3 separate regions of the Sus scrofa genome follow, and regions 2 and 3 are each linked to region 1. A link is a contact called in public Hi-C data. All regions are on one chromosome and are shown on one strand. The core of a region is the stretch at or near the end of the contact, and the rest is flanking DNA. Distances in the headings are between cores, read along the strand shown.

What was found. A called contact is a pair of places that touch in the nucleus more often than the background predicts.
Region 2: a Hi-C map of heart right ventricle shows a contact between it and region 1, with 2.1 times the contacts expected there. The contact joins two enhancer-like sites. A contact is called at or near these places in 1 of 5 promoter capture datasets (liver), 2 of 47 Hi-C or Micro-C datasets (heart right ventricle and omental adipose tissue) and 1 of 2 datasets of contacts at active chromatin or transcription factors (skeletal muscle).
Region 3: a Hi-C map of skeletal muscle shows a contact between it and region 1, with 4 times the contacts expected there. The contact joins two enhancer-like sites. A contact is called at or near these places in 2 of 47 Hi-C or Micro-C datasets (liver and skeletal muscle).

What each region holds. Positions count from the first base shown.
Region 1 is chr1:109,512,887-109,517,273 of Sscrofa11.1, forward strand. The region is part of intron 2 of TLN2 (talin-2); the gene reads right to left. Among named protein-coding and RNA genes, the nearest start is that of TLN2, 170 kb to the right of the region's middle. Within about 2 kb of position 2,210, at least 8 of the 83 cell types and tissues checked have an H3K27ac peak or open chromatin away from gene starts, as enhancers often do. A contact at or near this core is called in skeletal muscle, where this site is marked.
Region 2 is chr1:109,697,067-109,701,453 of Sscrofa11.1, forward strand. No RefSeq gene overlaps it. Among named protein-coding and RNA genes, the nearest start is that of TLN2, 19 kb to the left of the region's middle. Within about 2 kb of position 2,320, at least 5 of the 83 cell types and tissues checked have an H3K27ac peak or open chromatin away from gene starts, as enhancers often do.
Region 3 is chr1:109,372,470-109,376,856 of Sscrofa11.1, forward strand. The region is part of intron 11 of TLN2 (talin-2); the gene reads right to left. Among named protein-coding and RNA genes, the nearest start is that of MIR190A, 150 kb to the left of the region's middle. Within about 2 kb of position 2,177, at least 26 of the 83 cell types and tissues checked have an H3K27ac peak or open chromatin away from gene starts, as enhancers often do. A contact at or near this core is called in skeletal muscle, where this site is marked.

The DNA.
Region 1 (4,387 bases), core at 960-3,459:
CTAACTCTGGTTTTCTTTTATCCAAAGCATCATAACACATGCCCACTCCTGCCTTTCAAGCTGACCTTTCCCTATTCTCTTAGCACATAAAAAGATCTACTATTCCAAGAATCTGCATGCTGTCCCCCTACATATCTCATGCACTCCCACCTCCACACCTATGTGTGTCATTATCCTGCCTAAAATGTTCTTCTCTTGATCTCTTTAATGCAAATCTTGTCTGGTCTTCTAGACTCAGGCTGGAGTCCATATCCTAAGCTTGTATTTTTTGTGATCCTTCCACAGAGTCTCAGACTGGAAATCAAGCTCTCTATATACTTCTGCAACCTTCTAAACAGCCCTTTGCACAATGTCTTCTGGTGACACAAGACAATAAATCTCTTTAGGCAAATTCAAAATGTGATTTAAACCTCCTGCTCCCTGCCAGTCATACCTTCTTATTTCACAAGGCAATGTACAAGATAGAAAGGCATTTCAGATGCAACAGATTTCAACATTACACAGTTGGCCATGGTCCTGGCACATTTCACAACCAGACTGGCAGCAACAACTGGAGGAAGATCAGAAATTCATCAGGCTGCCCTCCCATATGCAGATCACTGAAGTCCTTCCAGGGAAGGTGCAGACTAACTCTGAGGTTGAAAAAGTAAAGTCCCCGACTTTCGCAAACATCTGTATAAAATCATCCTAAGGGCAACACCAGAGTAGAAAACAGGAAAGCACAGGCCACGGCATTCACAGAACAATAGGCTCCAATCACCTCCCAAGCTTTTTACATCCCCTTTCATGCTTGCAGGCCCAAGTCCCTGTAGAGCACCATACATCTGTAAGATTTTAAGGAGGGACATGAAATAAACAGAGCCTGAGATTTGATTTCTCCCCACCACAGAGATAATTGGGAAATAATGAGTAAAGTTGAAGAATGATGTCAGGACCCATTTCCATTGAAGATGGCAACAAGAACATGAGAACCTTTGCGTGTTCATATGCAAGCAGCAAAGATGCTGATATAGCTATTGGATTGATGTTATCCTGGCCACTCATGGTCAACCCTTTGGTGTGTGGCATGTCAGGTCTCCTACCTGCCCAAGGATTTTGATGTCCCATTTGTGGTCTATATTAATAGCATCTGAACATGTTTTCAACAGGTTACAGAAATAGAGGGGTTGTCTGACAAAATTTATACCACCACTATAAATGAACTTGAGAGTAAAGCAATATCTTTCCAATGTGTATATACCTACAATGATTGAGAGCTTAGTAAACAGTTAACCCTCCTCTCCTAGAGACCAGCAATTTCTTTGATCAATGGACAGAGTTATCTGTTCAATACTGTTGCTTCATCCTCTTTCTCCCCCAATTAACACTGCTTTCTCTTCTTGGGTTTTAAATGGGTTCTGAAGAGGTTCCCAGATTGTCTGCAGGTGCCAGTAAATGAAATGCAATATTACAGATCAAAGGCTTATCAACTGAAACATTCCATGTCTTTCATAGTCTCTGCATATCACAATAATTACCACAAGGAATTTAGTTCTACTAGTTGCTCAAGTCTATAAATGCTTCCAAAATTGTACTTTATTGTCAGCCACGTGGCTACTGGAGATGGATCTCAAAGTGCTTCCTGTTCTAATGGGCCCTGTCTTGGCTCTGTAGCCAGTAACCAACCTGGTTTTGCCTTTCTACCTGCACTGTCCATTGTACCGAGATGGCTTGGTGAACCATCATCGCTGGCCTAGACCCTCGCTGGATCTGTATGCTAAGAAGGGCCTTCTCTCCTGTTCCTGGGACTGGACAGAAAGAGTAAACCTCAGAACAAAGGGAAGTTAGGAAACCTGCCTCCTGAAAAGCAAGTCTGGAACACCACATTTTCTGCTTCTCCTTTCAAAAACGTCTCACAAGTTCACAACTGTGGAATGAAACATGTAATAACCAAAATTAACATGGCAAAAACAGAAGGTTGAATCCAACAGCTGTTGTTTCATTAAGAGGAAAACAACAACCAATCATCACTACAAAAATCTCTGTCCACACTTTTAAATCCATTCCCTGAATTCAGCAGAGGCAGATCAGCCATGTCCCAACTCAACTCTCTGGCTTTGTGCTAAAGGGGAAGTCCCCATCAAGAATCTCTGTCAGTAAAGCCATGTGGTTTTCAGCAACTGCTTTTCTTTGTCACCAGCAGGTCATGAGAGCCCCTTCACAGATGCAGGAGGCTGAAGTCAGTGCCTATTTCCCTCCCCACAACATCTGCCAAACAGACCAGCCACACTCCTATCAGAGGACCTGCTCTTGCCTTAAGAAGCAAAAGGACTATTCCCCTCTCATCAAGTTTCCAGTCCTTCAGAATGTTCCAGCCTGACCTGAAGTCCTACATGCCTGGTTCTACTACCTCACAGAACCAGCAGAATACAGAAAGGAAACATCCAAAGACCTGTGACTCACAGAGATAGCCAGGTCCTGCCCTGGTGCTCTTTCCAAAGCATGTTCAAAGAACTGACAGGATTAGTCTGGGACACAAACATCCTCGGCTTCGAGCTGCTATTCTGGGTACCCATTTATTTATTTATATTATTTATCAAGTGCCCAGTTGGAACAAGGTACTGTCAACACACGCCACCCAGGCTAGGCTTGCACAGGGTCACCAGTGCATGCAGAGTGGTATGAAGTTCAGGCCTCTGTCCAAGAACAATTGTTCCTCATTGATTTAGATGAGCATATAAGGATATGCAAATTTATCAAAGATTTTCAGCCTCTGCTATGCCTGGAAAACTTGGTAAATAACACATCTATACACATGGATACGATATACCATGCAGATGCAGGGTTAAAATGGGGTTTCCTCACTGGAAATATTTCCTACCTTATTAACCTACCTTTTCCCCACTATTTCTTTCCTAGTCTACAGAAGGTTGACTTGCCCCCCAATGCCTTAATCATTATCACAACATGCAATTTATGAAAAAAAAGCAAAGAAATGTACTGTTTTTCATTCCCTATTTTTCATTCCCTTTGTCAATAGAAGAAAAATCATAATACACATATCAAACTGTTCCTTGGGGTCACCCCCAAATGTTCATTGACTTAGGCTATTGATGCCATGACTATGTTGCCCTGAAAAGCAACAAGGCAAACCAGAACAAAGCTAACTTACCATGAAACCGTTTCTTTGGTTCCATTACAAGTCACCGTGCAAAGAGCACAGTGATTTTTTTTTTCGTAACTCTACTCAAACTTGTTTTGAAAAGGTTTTTCTCCCCAGAAGAGGAGCCAATCAGAGGGTGGAAGGCGAAAAGACAATGTGTAGGATGGCTGGGTGGCATATCAGTTAGGAATGGTTGCTCTAGTAAATGAAAAATGTCCCAAAGCAGATCAGAGCCTAGAATCTTTGCAAGGCTATGGAACTCATGTCTATCCTTTTCAGAAAGATAGGATCCTTCCTGTCCACACTGTGGGCTTTTTTTCCCAGGCATCTGATGACAAGCTGTTCTAGAAAGACCTGATAAACCTCACTCCTTCCTTTTCGGTTAGCATGATGTAGAATCTTTTGGAATGACCCATGAAAAGATGGCTGAGGATAGAGATGTCCCACAGGAGGCACAGACTACCAGTCCTGCGAGTGTAGAGAAAGGGGCACTCTGAGCTCGAGGAGGTCAAAGGAACCAGGCAAGAGGTTCAGAGCTGGCCTTGGACCACCCTGTGCACATCTATTACAGGTACTAAGACCCTCCCAAAATATTCTTCAAGGTCTGCAGAAACAAGGAACATTATTTTTCCAACTTCCAGGTATGTAATATAGTACTGACTATATTCACCATGTTGTACATCAGATCCCGAAGACGGACTTACCTTGTAACTGAAAGTATGCACCCTCTGACCCTTCGACCAACATCTTCCCATTTCTCCCACCTGCCAGTCCCTGATACCCACCATTTGACTTTTTATGAGTTCCACTTTTTCAGATTCCACATAAGCAATATCGAATAGTATTTATCCTTCTCCCCCTCTCCAGTTTTACTCAGCAGAATACCTTCAAGGCCCACCGATCCACACTGTTGCAAATGGCAGGATTTCCCTCTTCTATTTTTTTTTTTTTGTCTTTTTGTTGTTGTTGTTATTGTTGTTGTTGTTGTTGTTGTTGTTGTTGCTATTTCTTAGGCCGCTCCCCGCGGCATATGGAGGTTCCCAGGCTAGGGGTTGAATCGGAGCTGTAGCCACCGGCCTACGCCAGAACCACAGCAACGCAGGATCAGAGCCACATCTGCAACCTACACCACAGCTCACGGCAACGCCGGATCGTTAACCCACTGAGCAAGGGCAGGGACCGAACCCGCAACCTCATGGTTCCTAGTCGGATGCGTTAACCACTGTGCCACGACGGGAACTCCTC
Region 2 (4,387 bases), core at 1,070-3,569, 180 kb after region 1:
GTTTGTTTTCTATGTCTGTGTTTTCTATATAAGTTAAATTGTACCTTTTTTTTTTTTTTTTTGTCTTTTCAAGGCCCGCACCCTTGGCTTATGGAGGTTCCCAGGCTAGGGGTCAAATCAGAACTGTGGCCGCCAGCCTACACCAGAGACACAGCAACGCGGGATCCGAGCCGCCGGTCTGCAACCTACACCACAGCTCATGGCAATGCTGGATCCTTAACCCACTGAGCTAGGCCAGGGATTGAACACGCAACCTCATGGTTTCTAGTCGGATTCGTTTACTGAGCCACGATGGGAACTCCAAATTGTACCTTTTTTAAAGATTCTACATATAAATGAAATGTTTATGGGTATATCCCACATCCTTTTCCTATTAAAAAGTTTACTTACAAAGTTAATTTTCTTCTAAAACTAGATTTTAAATTTTCTCTTTTTTATTTTATGATTTGCAAGTCAAATTCTGTTTCACAGTAAGAGGGTAGAATTCCATAAAAAACACAGAAACATTTATCTTTATAATACAATTATTTTAAAATACCAGGAATTCCTGTCATGGGTCAGTGGAAACGAATCCGACTAGTATCCATGAGGATGTGGGTTCAATCCCTGGCCTCTCTCAGTGGGTTAAGGATCCTGCATTGCTGTGAGCTGTGTGTAGGTCACAGACATGGCTCGCATCCTGCGTTGCTGTGGCTGTGGTGTAGGCTGGCAGCTGCAGCTCCAATTTGACCCCTAACCTGGGAACCTGCATATGCTGCAGGTGTGGCCCTAAAAAGCAAAACGAAATAAAATAAAATAAAATACCAAATACCAAAGGGAACAGGTAGTGGGGGAGGGATGGATTGGAGGTTTGGAATTGGCATGTACACACCATTGTATATGGAATAGATGGTCAACAGGGACTTGTTACATAGCACAGGGAACTCTATCCAATATTCTGTGATAACCTATATGGGAAAAAAATCTGAAAAAGAAAGGATATGAGTATGTGTATAACTGAATCACTTGGTTGCACAGCAGAAATTATCACAACATTGTAAATCAACTATACTTCAATAAAACTTAAAAAAAAATCTCTCAGTCCTCATGGGAATGTTGAGGTTGGAAAAAAGAAAACAAATAACCAGATAATTAACATAAAATATACTGATCTTTCCTTTCTCACCCCAATCTCTTAACTCCCTACTCTGAATGAGTTCAGTAGCTAGAAGGTAGTGGTTAATTTTCTGACCAAATCTATGTCATTATTAGTCACATATTCAGGTGACTTTATCTATCAATTACCTGTTGTTATATCACAAGTCATCCCAAGTTTGGTGGATTAAACTATAACTTTTTTTTTTTTTGGCTATCAAATGATTTTTTTATTACTCAAATGAATTTATCACATCTGTAGTTGTATAATGATCATCACAACCCAATTTCACAGGATTTCCATCCCATAACCCAAGCACATCCCCCCACCCCCCAAACTGTTTCCTCTGGAGACCATAAGTTTTTCTTTTTTTTTTCTTTTTTTTTTTTTTTTGTTGTTGTTGTTGCTATTTCTTGGGCCGCTCCCGCGGCATATGGAGGTTCCCAGGCTAGGGGTTGAATCGGAGCCATAGCCACCGGCCTACGCCAAAGCCACAGCAACGCGGGATCCGAGCCGCGTCTGCAACCTACACCACAGCTCACGGCAACGCCGGATCGTTAACCCACTGAGCAAGGACAGGGACCGAACCCGCAACCTCATGGTTCCTAGTCGGATTCGTTAACCACTGCGCCACAACGGGAACTCCCATAAGTTTTTCAATGTCTGTGAGTCAGCATCTGTTCTACAAAGAAGTTCAGTCTGTCCTTTTTTCAGATTCCACATGTCAGTGAAAGCATTGGATGTTGGTGTCTCATTGTATGGCTGACTTCACTTAATATGATAGCTTCTAGGTCCATCCATGTTGCTAAAAATGCTGGTATTTCGTTCTTTTTAATGGCTGAGTAATCTTCCATTGTGTATACGTACCACATCTTCTTGATCCACTCCTCTGTCGATGGATGTTTAGGTTGTTTCCATGTCTTGGCTATTGTAAATAGTGCTGCAAAGAACATCGGAGTACATGTGTCTAAACTATAACTATTTCTTATCTCACAGTTTCTGTAGGTCAAGAATCCCAGAGCAGCTAAATGGTGTGATATGGCCTGAGGCCTCTCATGAGGTGGCAGCTATGATGTCTCCCAGACCCACAAGGCTGACTCAGGGCTTGACTGTGGCTGAAGGATCTGCTCCCAAAGCGGCTCATTCACGTGCCTGGCAAGTTAGGGCTCGTTGTTGGCAGGAGGCCTCAGTTCCGTCCATCATGGACCTCTGCATGAGTGTCCTTTGGCAGTTGGCTTGCCCCAGAGGGAGTGACTCCAGACAGCAAGACAGAAGCCACAATTCTTTTTATAACCTAACTTCTGCTGTCTCACTTCATCATTTCTGCACTGATCCATGTGAGAGAAGTGTGAAGACCATAAATAAAAGAATCAGAAGTGAAAGTCTCCTGGGTTGCATGGGGTTGATACTAAGCAAGGCAACAAGTAGGAAGGGCCTTCAGAGAGATATAGAGGGAGCTTCAGGGTGAGAGAGGCGCTTCGGAAGGTTTCCGATTCTGGTTCTCGATTTTTTTTGGTCTGAGGTGGTTTAGTGTGTTTTTTCCCCTAACTTTTTACCAACAGTCACAACTAATGCTATTGAGGATATTTTAAAAAAGAAGAAAGTCAAGTCTGGAAAAGTTACCACCTGAAAAGGCTGCTTGCAAAATTAAAAATGTTTTAGTTCTCCAGAGAAATACATTTCACATGTAAAAATCCAATTGTGGAGTTCCCATTGTGGTTCGGCAGAAACAAATCCGACAAGTTTCCATGAGGATGCGGATTTGATCCCTGACCTCGCTCAGTGGGTTGGGGATCCAGCGTTGCCATGAGCTGTGGTGGAGGTCACAGATGTGGCTGGGATCCCGACTTGCTATGGCTGTGGTGTAGGCTGGCAGCTGCAGCTCCGATTCAACCCCTAGCCTGGGAGCTTCCACAAGCCAAGAGTATGGCCCCTAAAAAAAAAAAAAAAATGCAATCCTATATCCAGTATACCTGGATTTGGATAAATAAGCTCCTAGGCTTGCCTGAATACTTTGTCGTTTGACTGGTTGTGAGAACAATTTTCCTAGAGTCTTTTTTTTGGAATTGGAAGCCTAGGAGGCAGGGATTATCATATTGGAAATACATTTTGAAATGGATCAGAACTACATTTGTAAGTTTTCCTCAACTCTGAGCATCTAGGCTTTCAATAAACTATTTCCTTAGCTAAGAAATAGCATGGGAGGAAGCGAAACCCTGGATCAGAATCCTACAGACCAGAGTTCTAATCTGATGTGACCCTCTGTACGACACCCTGGGCTCACTCCTTCCATAGGAATACATGGCTGACAATGCTCTTCTTCTTCTGAATTGAGTAAGAGTAATAATATTGAAGGGACCCGTTATTCTTGACTAGCTCACCCAAGGATTAAAGAATGGGCCTATTTAAGGCTCTGGATGGAATCAGTGGACAAAGAGAAAGAAGTGGTGGGAAGGAAAGTAAGAGAGGATTATAAAAATGTTCCAGCCACTGGCCATGAGCAAGCAGCTAACTCTGGAAGGTGAGACTATGCAAAGAGCCAAATGCTGTCTTCCTCTTATCACCATGGTGATGACCACACATCAAGGGGGGACAGCCAAAAGGAATAAGGTACAAAGCAACCACAGCTCCCTCCAGAAGCCTGCATTTCTTCATATCTATGGTTGGTGTAAAGTTTATCATACACTTGTATTAAAAGCTGGTCAGTTGGGGAGTTCCCGTCGTGGCGCACTGGTTAATGAATCTGACTAGGAACCATAAGGTTGCAGGTTCGATCCCTGCCCTTGCTCACTGGGTTAACGATCTGGCGTTGCTGTGAGCTGTGGTGTAGGTTGCAGACTCGGCTTGGATCCTGCGTTGCCCTGGCTCTGGCATAGGCTGGTAGCTAGGGCTCCGATTAGACCCCTAGCCTGGGAACCTCCATATGCCACAGGAGCGGCCCAAGAAATAGAAAAAAAAAAAAAAGACAAAATAAATAAATAAATACTCATGCATACACAGACTACTTCTATTATAATATACAAGACACTGCAGCCCTAGGAAAGGCAAAAAGACAAAAAAAAAAAAAATAAATAAATAAAAGCTGGTCAGTTGGTCAGTAAAAATATGCATCATAGTTTAGTTTCTTTTCTTTTTTCTTTTTCTTTTTTTTTTTAGGGCCACACCCACGGTGTATGGAGGTTCCCAGGCTAGGGGTCGAATCAAAGCTGTAGCAGCCTACACCACAGCCACAGCAATGCCAGATCCAAGCTG
Region 3 (4,387 bases), core at 927-3,426, 140 kb before region 1:
GCATCAACGAGAACTCTGAACTTTGATACATTTTATTTTATTTTATTTTATTTAGTTTTTTGTCTTTTTAGGGCCGCACCTGCAGCATATGGAGGTTCCCAGGCTAGGGGTCTAATCGGAGCTGTAGCCACCGGCCTGTGTGCCAGAGCCACAGCAATGCCAGATCCAAGCCACGTCTGCGACCTACACCACAGCTCACAGTAATGCCGGATCCTTAACCCACTGAGTGAGGCCAGGGATCGAACCCGAAACCTCATGGTTCCTAGTCGGATTCATTAACCACTGAGCCACAACGGGAACTCCCTGATACATCTTAAAGAAAGAGAAGGGAACAAAAAGAAAGAGACCTCACCATAAACAAAATTAAAGGAAAATAACTGGGAAATAAATATTTTACAACAAATAGGATGATAAGAGATTTTGTATACTTTATATATGAAAGGTTATCAAAAATCATCAAACATAAGTGGCAAAGAACACGAACAGAAAATGTGTTTAAAATAATAAAATAGATAATAAGCAATAAGCAACAATTAGATAAATATTCATGTATATATCATAGTTTTTAAAAAATGAACACTCAGGATTAAAGAAGGTATGAAGGGGGACCACTCTTGATGGGCACTTAAAATAGAGGCCTTTATGAAGAAAATTTGTTAATACCCACTCAAAGCTTTAAAAAATGTTCCGGAGTTCCTGTCATGGCTCAGTGGAAATGAATGTGACTAGAGTCCATGAAGATGCAGGTTCAATCCCTGGCCTTGCTCAGTGTGTTAAGAAGCTGGCATTGCTGTGAGCTATGGTGTAGGTCACAGACCTGTCTCAGATCTGGCATGACTGTGGCTGTGGTGTAGGCCGGCAGCTGTAGCTCCAATTCCACCCCTAGCCTGGGAACCTCCATATGCAGTGGGTGTGGCCCTAAAAAGTCAAAAAAAAAAAAAAAAAAAATTCCTACTTTTAACCCAACTTCTTCTAGAAAATTAAGAAGTCATAAATGTACATAAAGACTACGTTGCAGTAAGGTGCAACCAGAGTTTTATCACAGTGAAAAAATAGAAATAACCAAAAATTTCAACAAGAGATTTGATCAATAAATTGTGGTATATCCAAATAACAAAATAATCTACAGCTACTAAAAATTATATTGTAGGAAAACAATTGGACTCAATAAATTATCCACATTAAAAATAAAAAAACCAGTTCCCATTGTGGCTCAGCAGTAACAAACCTGACTAGTATTCATGAGGATGCAGGTTTGATCCCTGGCCTCACTCAGTGGGTTAAGGATCCGGTGTTGCTGTAAGCTGTGGTGTAAACCGGCCGCTGTAGCCATGATTTGACCCCTAGCCTGGGAACCTCCATATGCCACAGGTGTGGCCCTAAAAAGACAAAAAAATAAATAAAATAAACAAAACAGTGTGTAGAGCATCCTACATGAAATAAAATTTTAAATAAATCTTTTAGAAAATTACATGATAAAAATAACAGTAATGATCATCTCATAGGATGTGTACCATTTTCTTGTGCTTTCCCTCATTCCAAAAACGTAACTTAACACACATTTCTGTTGTTCTCAAGAAAAAAAAAAAGTTTTCAAAAACACTTGCTGAAACTTAGCCATACCCACACCACTATTACCAGAGGAATATACACACAATGAGCACCTAGTATGTATGTATACGTGGGTGTGTGTACAATGGGATGGGCACTTAAGCCGGGAGTGTGACAGATAATAAATATCACCATCAATGTTCAGAACATCCTCCAAATGCTGACATCATCGTCATCAACATCATCATCACCATCCCCATCTTGAAATGAAGGGACCAGCAACTTGTCCGAAGCAAACAGTAGTTAAGTGATAAAGCCCAGATTAGAACGCAGATTCGAGAAGCTTAGAAACATCTCTGACTTCAAGAGACTGTCTACCACAGCATACTAGTTCTGATGGAAGCAATTAGAGAAAAGGCAAAAGCACTCCTCCTATCCCCTGTGGGCGGTTCATAAACCGTCAGACAGGGAAGGTCATGGCACACCTCCAGCTTCCTCCCAAGAGGAGGAGATAAAGGCAGTAGGAATCTGTGTGGGTGTCTGGCGAGGGGACTACGGCACTGTGAGAACCTCCCAGTCCTTAGGAAAAACTCAGAGACGAGTCAGGTTCTTTGTAGAGAGGCCAGTTCCACAAGGGGTGAAATCAGCCCAGCATGGGCCATGCCCGTGCATCTCACTTGGCTTCAGGAGCCACAGAGACTGCGGTGGAAAGGTTCCAGGCTGCTCGTTTAGTCACACAGGGTTGGCACCAGCCCAGCCCAGGAAGGAGATCAGAAATAAAATATGGTTTGCAGCTGCTGCCTGCCTCCTTTCCCATCTGCACCTCCCCAGTGAGGGGCTCTGGTGGGGGGCGGGGGGGAACATAGGGTCGTGATGGATTGCCCCAACTCCTGTCGAGATCATTCTGGCCTAGGAGAGGAAGCCGAAGTGAACAAGCAAACAACTGACAGCGGGCATTCCATCAGAAGGTCACGACTGGGGAGGATATATGAGGAACTCAGAAAATACTGTCACTCAGCAACAGAGACCACCATCAAGCAACAATTCAGCGGCTACCCACCAAATGCAAAGCAGCTGGAGAAAGTTAAATATCGAGGGGCTTGGCTCTGTGCGAGTGAGGTCGGGTCGCCCCTGACCAAGGACCGGCCTTAGACCCTCCGGGGCAGACTTGCATGTTAGAAGGCAGTCCATAGGCTATAAGGCTTCCCCTTCCTCCCTGTATCTCGAATCTCAGTCCAACCTTCAACTACAGACACTAGCATCCTTTTATCTCTGGGAGAAAAAAGCAGGTTAGGCAGGCCAGTGAAGACCAACACATCTCTCATACTCAGACACATGCAGACTGTGGCTGCGACTTTGCTGGCTACATAGCAACGTCTCTCTCCAAGCAGTCCTCATTAGGTTGGTTTTGTTTTGGCAACATGTTGAGTTTGGGTAACTTAAAGGCAGGAGAAGGTACTCATTCAACCAAGGAGAGGCAGGATCCACTAGTGAGCCCTGCCCCTCCTCTTGCAAGCACATCTCATTATAGTGGGTTCAGCCCCGGCAGCTGGCTCTGATCAAGCCTGCTCTGCCTCAGGCTCTTCTCACAGGTGTGGATATTGGCCGATTCTGACATCACCTGTGTCTTACATCAGATTCAGACGAGGGTGGAGGAATGCCAAGGGGCTGAGCTTTTGGCAGGCTTTGGCCCTAGGCCCAACTTCAATATGGCCTAAGTCCGTGATCCAGCTGTGCTCACTAGAGTTCTACGCTGGTTTCCTGCCAAGTACTGCCTTGTGGCTTTGCTGTGTCATCAGTATGCTTTTTTCTTTTGAGAGGGATGGCTGCTCAAAAGCAAAATGGTGTTAAAGACCCTGTTCATTAGCCATCTCTGTCCCTAAAAACAAGTGTTGATCCATTTTTGACTTAATTCATGATTCTGAGATGCTCTCACAGTTCAGGTGAGAAGAGAGTAAACACTCCCCAGGCCTCTCATCTCTAGGCTCTGGTTGTGGTTGCAAGGAAAGTTAAAGGCAAATTTATGCATCAGAAGGTTTACACAAGGATATCTTGGAATGAAACAAGATCCTTTGCAAGTCATGGAAAGTGCCTTACCATTCCTTATGGAGTTTTAAAAAACTAAGATAAACTGCAAGGATCTCAATGAAAGAGGAAGACTGCAGATGTTTATAGCTTGCATTTATTGAGATCATTTTATGCATCTTCTATATTATTTCCTTTAAACCTCAAAAAAAGTCAGCATTGTAGGTGCATAAACTGAAGATTGGAGATGGAAGGTAAAGTAACTTATCCATGGTCAAACCAAATGGCAAAGCCAGAATCCAAATGTATTCTTAGCCACTGAGAACTCTGCCACATGAGGGACTCATTACAGATATCCTCTCTGGCAGGGTCAGCAAACTACATCAGGTGCTAAATCCAGTTTGCTGCCCCCCTTTCGTGGGGGGCCCTGAGAGCTAAGAGTGGATTTTCCATTTTTAAATGGATGAAAAAAATTTAAAAAGGGAGAAGTGAAAATCATACGAAGGTGAAATTTCAAACTCCATAAATACAGCTTTGGGAACATAACCATGCTCATTTATATACATACTGACGACTGCTTTCAGGCTATACATGCAGAGTGGCACAATGAGCCAAGCTGAAGGTATTGCCTATATGGCCCTTTACTAAAAAAGTTTTCCAACTCCTGCTCTGCGTCGTGGACTCTAAAAGCAAATTAAAAGTTGCAGGACTCAGGGGCTAGGAATTAGGGAATTGTGACAAGGGTCAAGGACATGAGATAACCTAAAATTTATCAGATAGCCCTACATTCCATCTACTATGTTTATTTCCA